2 separate regions of the Anas platyrhynchos genome follow, and region 2 is linked to region 1. Evidence: chromatin contacts called from public Hi-C data. All regions are on one chromosome and are shown on one strand. The core of a region is the stretch at or near the end of the contact, and the rest is flanking DNA. Distances in the headings are between cores, read along the strand shown. Region 1 holds the start of STRA8 (stimulated by retinoic acid 8). Region 2 holds the start of NUP205 (nucleoporin 205).

What was found. A called contact is a pair of places that touch in the nucleus more often than the background predicts.
Region 2: a contact with region 1 is called in a Hi-C map of subcutaneous adipose tissue, with 3 times the contacts expected there. The contact joins the promoter of NUP205 here to the promoter of STRA8 in region 1. A contact is called at or near these places in 2 of 8 Hi-C or Micro-C datasets (skeletal muscle and subcutaneous adipose tissue).

Annotation. Positions count from the first base shown.
Region 1 is chr1:44,380,696-44,384,702 of IASCAAS_PekinDuck_T2T, reverse strand. STRA8 (stimulated by retinoic acid 8) reads right to left here and starts at 1,589. Exons shown (of 7, transcript XM_072036002.1): 1 at 1,348-1,589. The coding sequence starts at 1,353. WDR91 (WD repeat domain 91) reads left to right here and starts at 1,655. Exons shown (of 15, transcript XM_027452814.3): 1 at 1,655-1,870; 2 at 2,517-2,696. The coding sequence starts at 1,748.
Region 2 is chr1:44,530,509-44,534,498 of IASCAAS_PekinDuck_T2T, reverse strand. NUP205 (nucleoporin 205) reads right to left here and starts at 2,582. Exons shown (of 43, transcript XM_027452708.3): 1 at 2,424-2,582. The coding sequence starts at 2,451.

The DNA of each region.
Region 1 (4,007 bases), core at 340-2,839:
TATGATAAATACGTTATGTAATACATTAACATAATACTGAGTCACGTAGACATTTGCTACTTCAGTCTGATCTCTCACCAGCAAATGTTCTTGTTTGGACCATTCCCTCCTTGAAGCATGTCCAGAACTCCCATGCCTGCAGCATGTCTTGTTGGATGTCTGCTGACTTAAGGCATGAGACTTTACCATTCACTTCTGATGAGGGTTTCAATAGGAGCCCTCGCCACGTTCTACTCAGCTATGCTGCTGTGAACTGGAATAACTTCAACGCTTCAAATCATTCATTCAGCATTTACAGCAGGCACAGTGAACAACATACGGCTGATGCCTTTAAACATACCTACCCATCTCAAAAATATTTCAAGATTTACATGCTCAGTGAGACCATCCAGTCACCTTAGACAGAAGGTCTACCTTGCAGAGCTTTCACACCAGTTATTTCAGCCAGGCATTAAGCACTAGACTTAGGAGTAAGCTTCTGTATGTAAGCCCTTGAAGATACTGATCTTCCTCGGATCCCAAAAGTCATGCGATGGGCACGATACTATGAAACAGCAGTTCCAAGAACTGGTATGTGCAAATAGTACGGTCAGATCAGACAAAACAAGTACCCGTTTAGTCTTGGTTTCTGGTGTTATTGTGACTTCAACTCAACTTGCATCTCCTTCAGAACATGGCAAACCAAACCCTTACCTCAGACTTCACAAAAGGGAAGGGGCCCTGTCTGCACAACCCCCACAGCACAGCATTTAGTATGCTCAGAACCACAAGGCACTTTACAAGGATGATTCTCAGCTTAAACCAGCATTTTACAAACCAGAAAACTGGAAGTAACCCGTCTAATGGGTTGGTGGCAGAGCTGAGAAGAGGAATCCTCAGTTCTTCCTCTGCTTTGGGTACAGTACTATCCACCTTTTCAGTAGCACTTTTGGTCAATCTCTTCTTTATAAACTTTTTTTTTTTTGATTAAGTAGTTTCTTAGTTTATTTTTTTCTTATTTTTTTCCTGCCTTAACTTTCTCAGTCTCTTAAGGACAAAACGCACTTCAAAGGATGAATGAATTCTCTCCTCCCTGTACCAACTCCTGTCCCTGAATCCGCTACCTCCCGTTCCACACCGAAACGCTGTGAAACCAAGACAGTTTAATCACGGGCCCCCCTGATTTGCCTCCGGAACACGGCCGCGAGGAAGCTGCAAGAAAAACCCAGCGTTAAGAAGCGTGCGGACGAGCCACATGACAACCCCATGACCCGGACCGCAGAGCCAACAACTCGCTCGGGATGAGCTGGCGGCTGCAAAGAGAAAAAGGCTCCGGGAGAGCTGCCCGGAGGGGAAGGAAGCTTTTACCGGCATCCCTACGGCACCGCCGCCGCCGCCACCCCACCGGCGGCCGCAGGGCCCCGCGCTGCCCGCCCCGCCCCCAGCAACACGTGGCGCACGTGGCGGGCGGCCAATGGGAGCGCGGCCGCGGCCCCGCGGCGGCCAATGGGAGCCAGGGGAAAAACGCGGGCTGCGGCCGCCGGCTGGAGAAGGGAGGGAGAGAGCACGGGTGGGTTTGCGGGTTTGCCGAGCGGGGAGGACTACAAGTCCCGGCGTGCCTTGCGCCGCACGGCGGCGGCGAGGCGCGCTGGGAGTTGTAGTCCTGCGCGGCGCAGGGCAGGGCAGGGCTGGGCCGGGCCGGGCCGCGTCGCTCGGGGCCGGGCGGCCGCTCGCCGCCGCTGAGGCGGGCGGAGCCGGCGGCGCCCCCATGGCGGCGGCGGCGGAGCGGACGGACGAGCTGGTGCGGGAGTATCTGCTCTTCCGCGGCTTCACCGCCGCCCTCAAGCAGCTGGACGCCGAGATCAAGGCGGACCGCGAGAAGGGCTTCCGGGTGAGGCAGCGCCGGGGCCGCGGGGCGCCTGGGGGGGGCCTAAAATAGGGCCCGGGGGGAAGGGGGGGTAAAGGGCGAGCTCCTGGGGTGGCGTCCCGAGGGGCTGGGGGGGTCCCAGAGGGGCTGGGGGGTCCCAGAGGGGCAGCCGAGCCTCGCACGGACCCGCTTCAGTAGCCGCCCTCAGCCTGCGCTCCAGGGTCCCGTGTTTTTGGGGCGCGTTTTGGCCCCCAGAGCTCCCCCATCGCCGCCGGGCCTCGCCCGCAGCGCAGGAGGGCCGGCAGGGAGCCGTCTGGCAAAAAGCCTCCCGTGGCAGGCGGCTGGGGCGCTCCCGATAAGGGGTGGCACTCAGAGTGCTTCGGAGCTCCCCGTGCAGAAGCTCCCCCGGGCTTTCTTCCTCTTTCTGGGCTCCCTCTCGGCTGGTTGGTACCGTTTTTCCCCTTAGCCTATAAATAAGGCTCTTCTCCGAGCACCGCGCTCAAGTTTTCAACGCGTAGCGATGTTATTCCTGGTGCCTGGCTATCCCTCAGCATACGGCCTGGCTTGGCGCGTTATTGTGGAGTTAAAGCTCCTCAGCACTGAGTCACAAAGCCTCGTGTGCCAGACAGCCCACACATGACCGTGGTCTCCCCCGTTTTGCCCCCTTCAGGTGGACAAGATAGTGGACCAGCTGCAGCAGTTCGTTCAGAGCTACGACCTGGCGGCCCTGCGGGATTACTGGAGCTACCTGGACCGGCGCCTTTTCAGCCGTTTGGAAGACGTGTACCGGCCCACAGTGAACAAGCTGAAAACCAGCTTATTCCGATACTACCTCGTCCATACTGTTCAGGTGGTGACCGTTCAATCTTTTTAGGCTTCTGATTTTAGGAAAAAAAATATCCTGGTGTCTGAAACCAGAGCAAGGAAATACCCTGAGAGCCTCTGACCCGCCTGGTGGGTCAGGGACAAGCGATTCATGTGTTGTGCATCAGAGTGTGGTGAAGAGTTTGACGCAGACTCACATGATGGGCTTGCAGGCAGGAGGACAGGGAAGCTGAGATGGGAGGGGAATATGGTTAGCTGGGAGCAAGGTATTTGCTCAGCCACAAAGGCAGGCTCAGGCCCTGGCAGATGGGATGGCTGAACTGGCAGCTCAGTCCTGCTCAGGCTCTGTTAATGACGTGGATACCAGCAGAGACCATAAGGTTCTTAAATGTCTCCTCGTGGGGCATTTACTGAGAACACAGGAGGACAAGGTCAGTGCTTGAAGTAGTCTTCTAAAGTTGAGGAAACAGTCAAAAAAACAAAATCTCTACGTAGGCAAGTGTAATCAGCTGCACTGTTGCAGAATAAGGAGTGCCTGAGCAGGCAGCAGTAGGGTAGAGAAGGGCCTTCTGCAGCATTAGGGATCAACAGATGGGCTTGTTGGTATTCCTTCCGCTGTAACCTGCTGGCAGGGCTCAGCCAGTCCTTACAGGGACCGGGGTTCCTAAAGAATCAAGAAAGCTGGAAGGTCTAGAAGAAGAAAAAGGGACATTTGGAGTTGGTGGAGTTCTCTTTTAGTTTATAAAAGAGGAGAGAGGGGAGATGTGAGCTTCAAATCTGGTCAAGTAATGTGGGAGAGAAAGTGAAAGTGTTTTTGTCTGCTCTGAATAGAACAGAAAATAATGATACCTTAGGAAAGTGAAAGAAAGATAGTACACAGCATTGGCAAACAGGGTACACAAACACCTGTCAACAATTCATGTTTAATTTCTTGCAATTTATGAGAAGTACTTCCACCTCGATTCCATTCCTGGACTGAAAATCTGAAATGGTGGATGTTGGTGGAGGAATCAAAATCTAACGCGTGGTTCTGGAAGTGTGGTTTCTTGTGTTTTGTTGTCTTGCCCTGTGCTTACCTTGGAGTGTGATTGTCATGTCTGGATAACGAATCAGATCAATTTTTTTTCAGGCTACATCCGTGGTAGAATTGAGTAATTTGAAGTATATTTTGGGCTTGTATGTCACCACTTGTGTCTTGTGTGGGTGGACAAACTGCACTGGGTTAGCTGGAAATTGCCAAGGAGCTAGCTTGATTTTCCGCGACCTTTAAACAAGACTGTGGTGACTGGAAAGGATGTTGGATGAAGCGCCTTTGGGAGCTTCTGGCATTTGGGCA
Region 2 (3,990 bases), core at 1,333-3,832, 150 kb before region 1:
TCTGAAGTGAAGATAGATGCCCCTCTTTGCCATACAGTGAAGACAGCCCCTCAAAGGCAAAGCAACGCAGAACGCAGCACGGACGCCCGTAGCGCTGAGGTAGCACGGGCCATGCAGAAGCATAGCAAGTGAGCAACCCAAGCACAGGAACGAGAGCAAGTCTCAAGTGAGACCACTCATTTCAGTCAGTTTTACCGTTATGTGAGCCGTCTTGGAAGCTGTTTCTCCCATGTATCTTCACCAAGTTCAGAGAACTACTTCTATTCTAAATAGCCTTTTCCAGCCTTCATTCTTATGAAGTTGCAGAGTCCAATAAGCAGCAACAGCAATCCAATGCCTGCCAAAAGCTGCTCAACTCTTTCCCTTGCCCAGTTGTTTGCTCTTGTCCCTACAGCTTTGCACCAGCCCAAACACATGTGCTGTCAAGCACTAAAACAAATGAAGGATCCAGCCTAGCTGAAAACTAATCCAAGAGTTCATTTTCAGCAGGATCACATCTATAACGCAGTTTGCTCTGTGACACCACAAAAAACTACACTAGCAGAAAGACAGACTATTGCAGAGAAGGAATAAGTAACCAAGATGGAAAACCAGCTGGACTGCTTTGCTGCTGCTAGCAACCATGCTAACCTTACTTTGTTTCCATTCTCAGTTTTAGGACTGAGCATCCTACCAGGGAAAGCAAGGAAGGCTGGGCTAGGTTGCTTCTGTTGACAACAGCAGTTTACGATTATGCCTGAACATTTTTGTCAAGCTAGAGACTTAATCATGCTATATTCGTCCCCACAATAAATAAAATAAAATAAAATAAAATAAAATAAAATAAAATAAATAAAATAAAATAAAATAAAATAAAATAAAATCTAGGATAAAATCCATGTTCTATCCACATCCATTTTAATTTCTACCTCATCTTTCATGTACAAGGTTCCCCTTCTCGACCTATTGTAATTATAAGGCTATAGAATTTACTGGGATTTACTGTACACATTACATGGCAAGAAGGTCTAGTCCCGCTTGAATGGCTCCAATTTTCACTTTAACAAAGCCACTTCTCAGATTCTGTGAATCACAGGAATAATCACCCTTCTTCATCTTCCAATGAGGGTCTCTGCTTTTGTATTGTTTTTTTTCTTTTTCCTTTTTTTTTTTTTTTTTGGGAGGGGGCTTTATTTAGATCAAATCATTTAGCGATTCACTTAGATCAAAACACATTCTCAGTAGGTTTACTCCTTCCTTGACACATGATTTGAGCTTTTGAAATCTGATGGCTTTATTAACTATGCCACTATGTCAGACTCCGCCTTTTGGCCATGCCCACATTCCAGTCACAACTGCTTTTCACAGGGTCTTGTTCTCCCGCTATTAACCTAAGGGAAATTAAATGCTAGCACATGCAAAATCCTGCACCACAGACAGAAAAACTCCATGCAACAGGACAAGCTGGGGACCAAGTGGCCAGAAAGCAGCTGTACAGAAAGCACCAGAGTGTCCTGGTAGATAAGAAGCTGAATGCTAAGCTGAGCAGCACGCCCTTGCTAAAATCGTGGTCCCTGCACATTGAGCTGTGTGAACAGCACTGCAGCCAGCAGCTGTAGGGCAGTGATTTGTCAGTGTCAGACATCTCTGAAAGGGCATCACTCCGGTGCTACATTGAGCGCTGGGCTCCTCTGAGCAAGACAGATGCTGGAATAGGGGAGCAGAGAACGTGATGAATCAGGACAGTGGCACTAAAAATAACTGAAGATGCCAGGTCTTAAGAAGTGAGTGACTAAAGAGGAACTGGAGGTTTGCTGTCTTCAACTACTTAGTGGCACTGGACGCAGAAAATGGAGACAGAGATATCCCACGGGACGATAAGCGGCAACTAACACAAGTTGCAATGCAGAAACTCTCCATCAGGGAAATAAAAACAAAAAGCTACCCTGAGGATCGTCAAACATTAGAACTGAGGCCCAGAGGAGCCTCTGCAGGCGTCTCCATCCTCACAAATATTCCAGCAGCTTCGGGTAAAGCCCTGAGCTGGGTCTGCTTCAAGGAGGTGCGTGCATTGCTTAGGTTTGGGGCGGGTTTTTTGTTTGGTTTTGGGTGGTGGTGTTTGCGTTTTGTTTATTTTATTATTTTTTTTTTTTTGGGGGGGGGGGGGGGTGTTCCCGTGCAGTTACACCATGTAAGCGCTGCCTCAGCAGCCCGCACCCGCTCTGTGTGCCTGCCGCCCCCCTCCCCGCGGGACGAGCTCCCTCCTTTCGCTTTGCGTTTCGCGTTTCACTGCGGACGGGCTCAAACCGTGCGACCCCGGAGCTACCCCCACCGCCGAGCCCCTAGAGCCGCCCCCAGAGCCCCCCCGGGCCGCGCAGCCCGCTCCGCGCCCGCCTCCCCTCAGCGCTGCCCGCCCGGGCCGCGCCCGCCGCGGCTCCGCTTACCCGAATTTACCGCCAGCGGCGCCGCCATCTTAGCGAGAGGGAGGGGCAGCGGCGCCGCCGCCTGCAGAAGGCCCCGCAGCGCCGCGGGCTGCCCGCCGCGCCTCCTCAGCACGGCTCCGTGCCCCCCGGCTCGGTACCCGGCCCGGACCGCTCGGGGCGAGACCCGCAGCCGCTCCTCTGCCTCGCTGCGGTGCCGCCCGGCGAGGCGGGGAGGGGACGGACGGCAGCTCCCGGGCGGGCTGCGGGGCCTGAGCCGCGGCCTGACGGGAGCTGTAGGCGCGGATGGGCCGGGACAGGGCGGCACCGGGAGCCTCACGGGGCGCCGGGCTCCCGCCGGCACCACATAACTTAAATAAACGGCGCTTTTACTTCGCTCACACTCGTGCACAGCCCTTCTTGTCGTGTAACGGGCGATCTTTCAGCCCTACTTCGTAAGCCACGCTCAGTAAATAAAGAAAACCACCTGAAGTTAGGTGTAAACTTACTGGAGTGTTTTATTTTCTCTCAAAAAAAAAAGTGACTTGCGACAGATCATTATTTAAAATACATGTGATTAAAACAGTAATATCCACTTAAAAACAGTAAACACAGCTTTTTTGATCAATTTTGTGAGCGTGGAGCTTTTTAAGGGGATATGTTTCTTGGTCTTCAATGGTAAACTAATGTTTACAGTTTGTAAGGAGGGAAGAAACAGCCCTGATAGAGGTTATTATGAAGAAAGCTGCCTTTTAAATGCAAAATGCAAGAGGAAAAAGTACCAGGAATGAAGAAAAGAAAGGGAAAGAGACATCTGTACACATGTCTGGAGCTAAAGAATACATATCAGTACCTTAGAAGTGTCCCGTATCTGAAGCCAGTGTACTACCCTCTGTCCCCGTGGTAATGGTCTCATACAGGAATTCCCTACAGTCTTACCTTTAAAGTAAAAGGTCCCTCCAGAGATACGTATTCAATAGTTTCTCCTCTTGAGCTTTATTAAAACAATATTTCACCTGTTCTGAAACAGTGTCCAGCAAAGTAGGCCCATGGCAAACTAGCAGAATAAATATCTTTTTTCTCTAGATCTTCAATATAGTTGGATGGCAGAGGGGGCAATAGAGAGAGAGCAGTGGTCCTGGGGTGAGAGTGACTTGGCAAGATGGCTATGGGAAAAAGACACCCAAAATGGAGAAGGTTTCTGGAGAAAGAAAATAAATTTTAAAAGGGGCTGGGGGAGTGTCCCACCCAGAACAGCTTCTCACAGTGTTCAAAGGATTAATCTGTTCCCCTTAACTTATCCTAATTTGTTCATTTAGTCAGAGGGCTTATATTTCTTTGAGATATACTTTTTTGTGGTCTTAGCCATGAGCTTGAACAGATCTATCTATAATAAAAATAAGATGATAGATAATGAATAACTTAGTTCGTTGTGGGAAGAAAACACTGTCAGGTAAGAGGCAAAAGCGGAAAATAAGCAAAACTGTTCCACAAGCAGAACTAATACAGCCTGGGCACAGCATCTCCTACCTTCTCCTGCACACCTGTAGCTGTAAAACCACATCTCTGCTCCTACACTGCCCACATACCA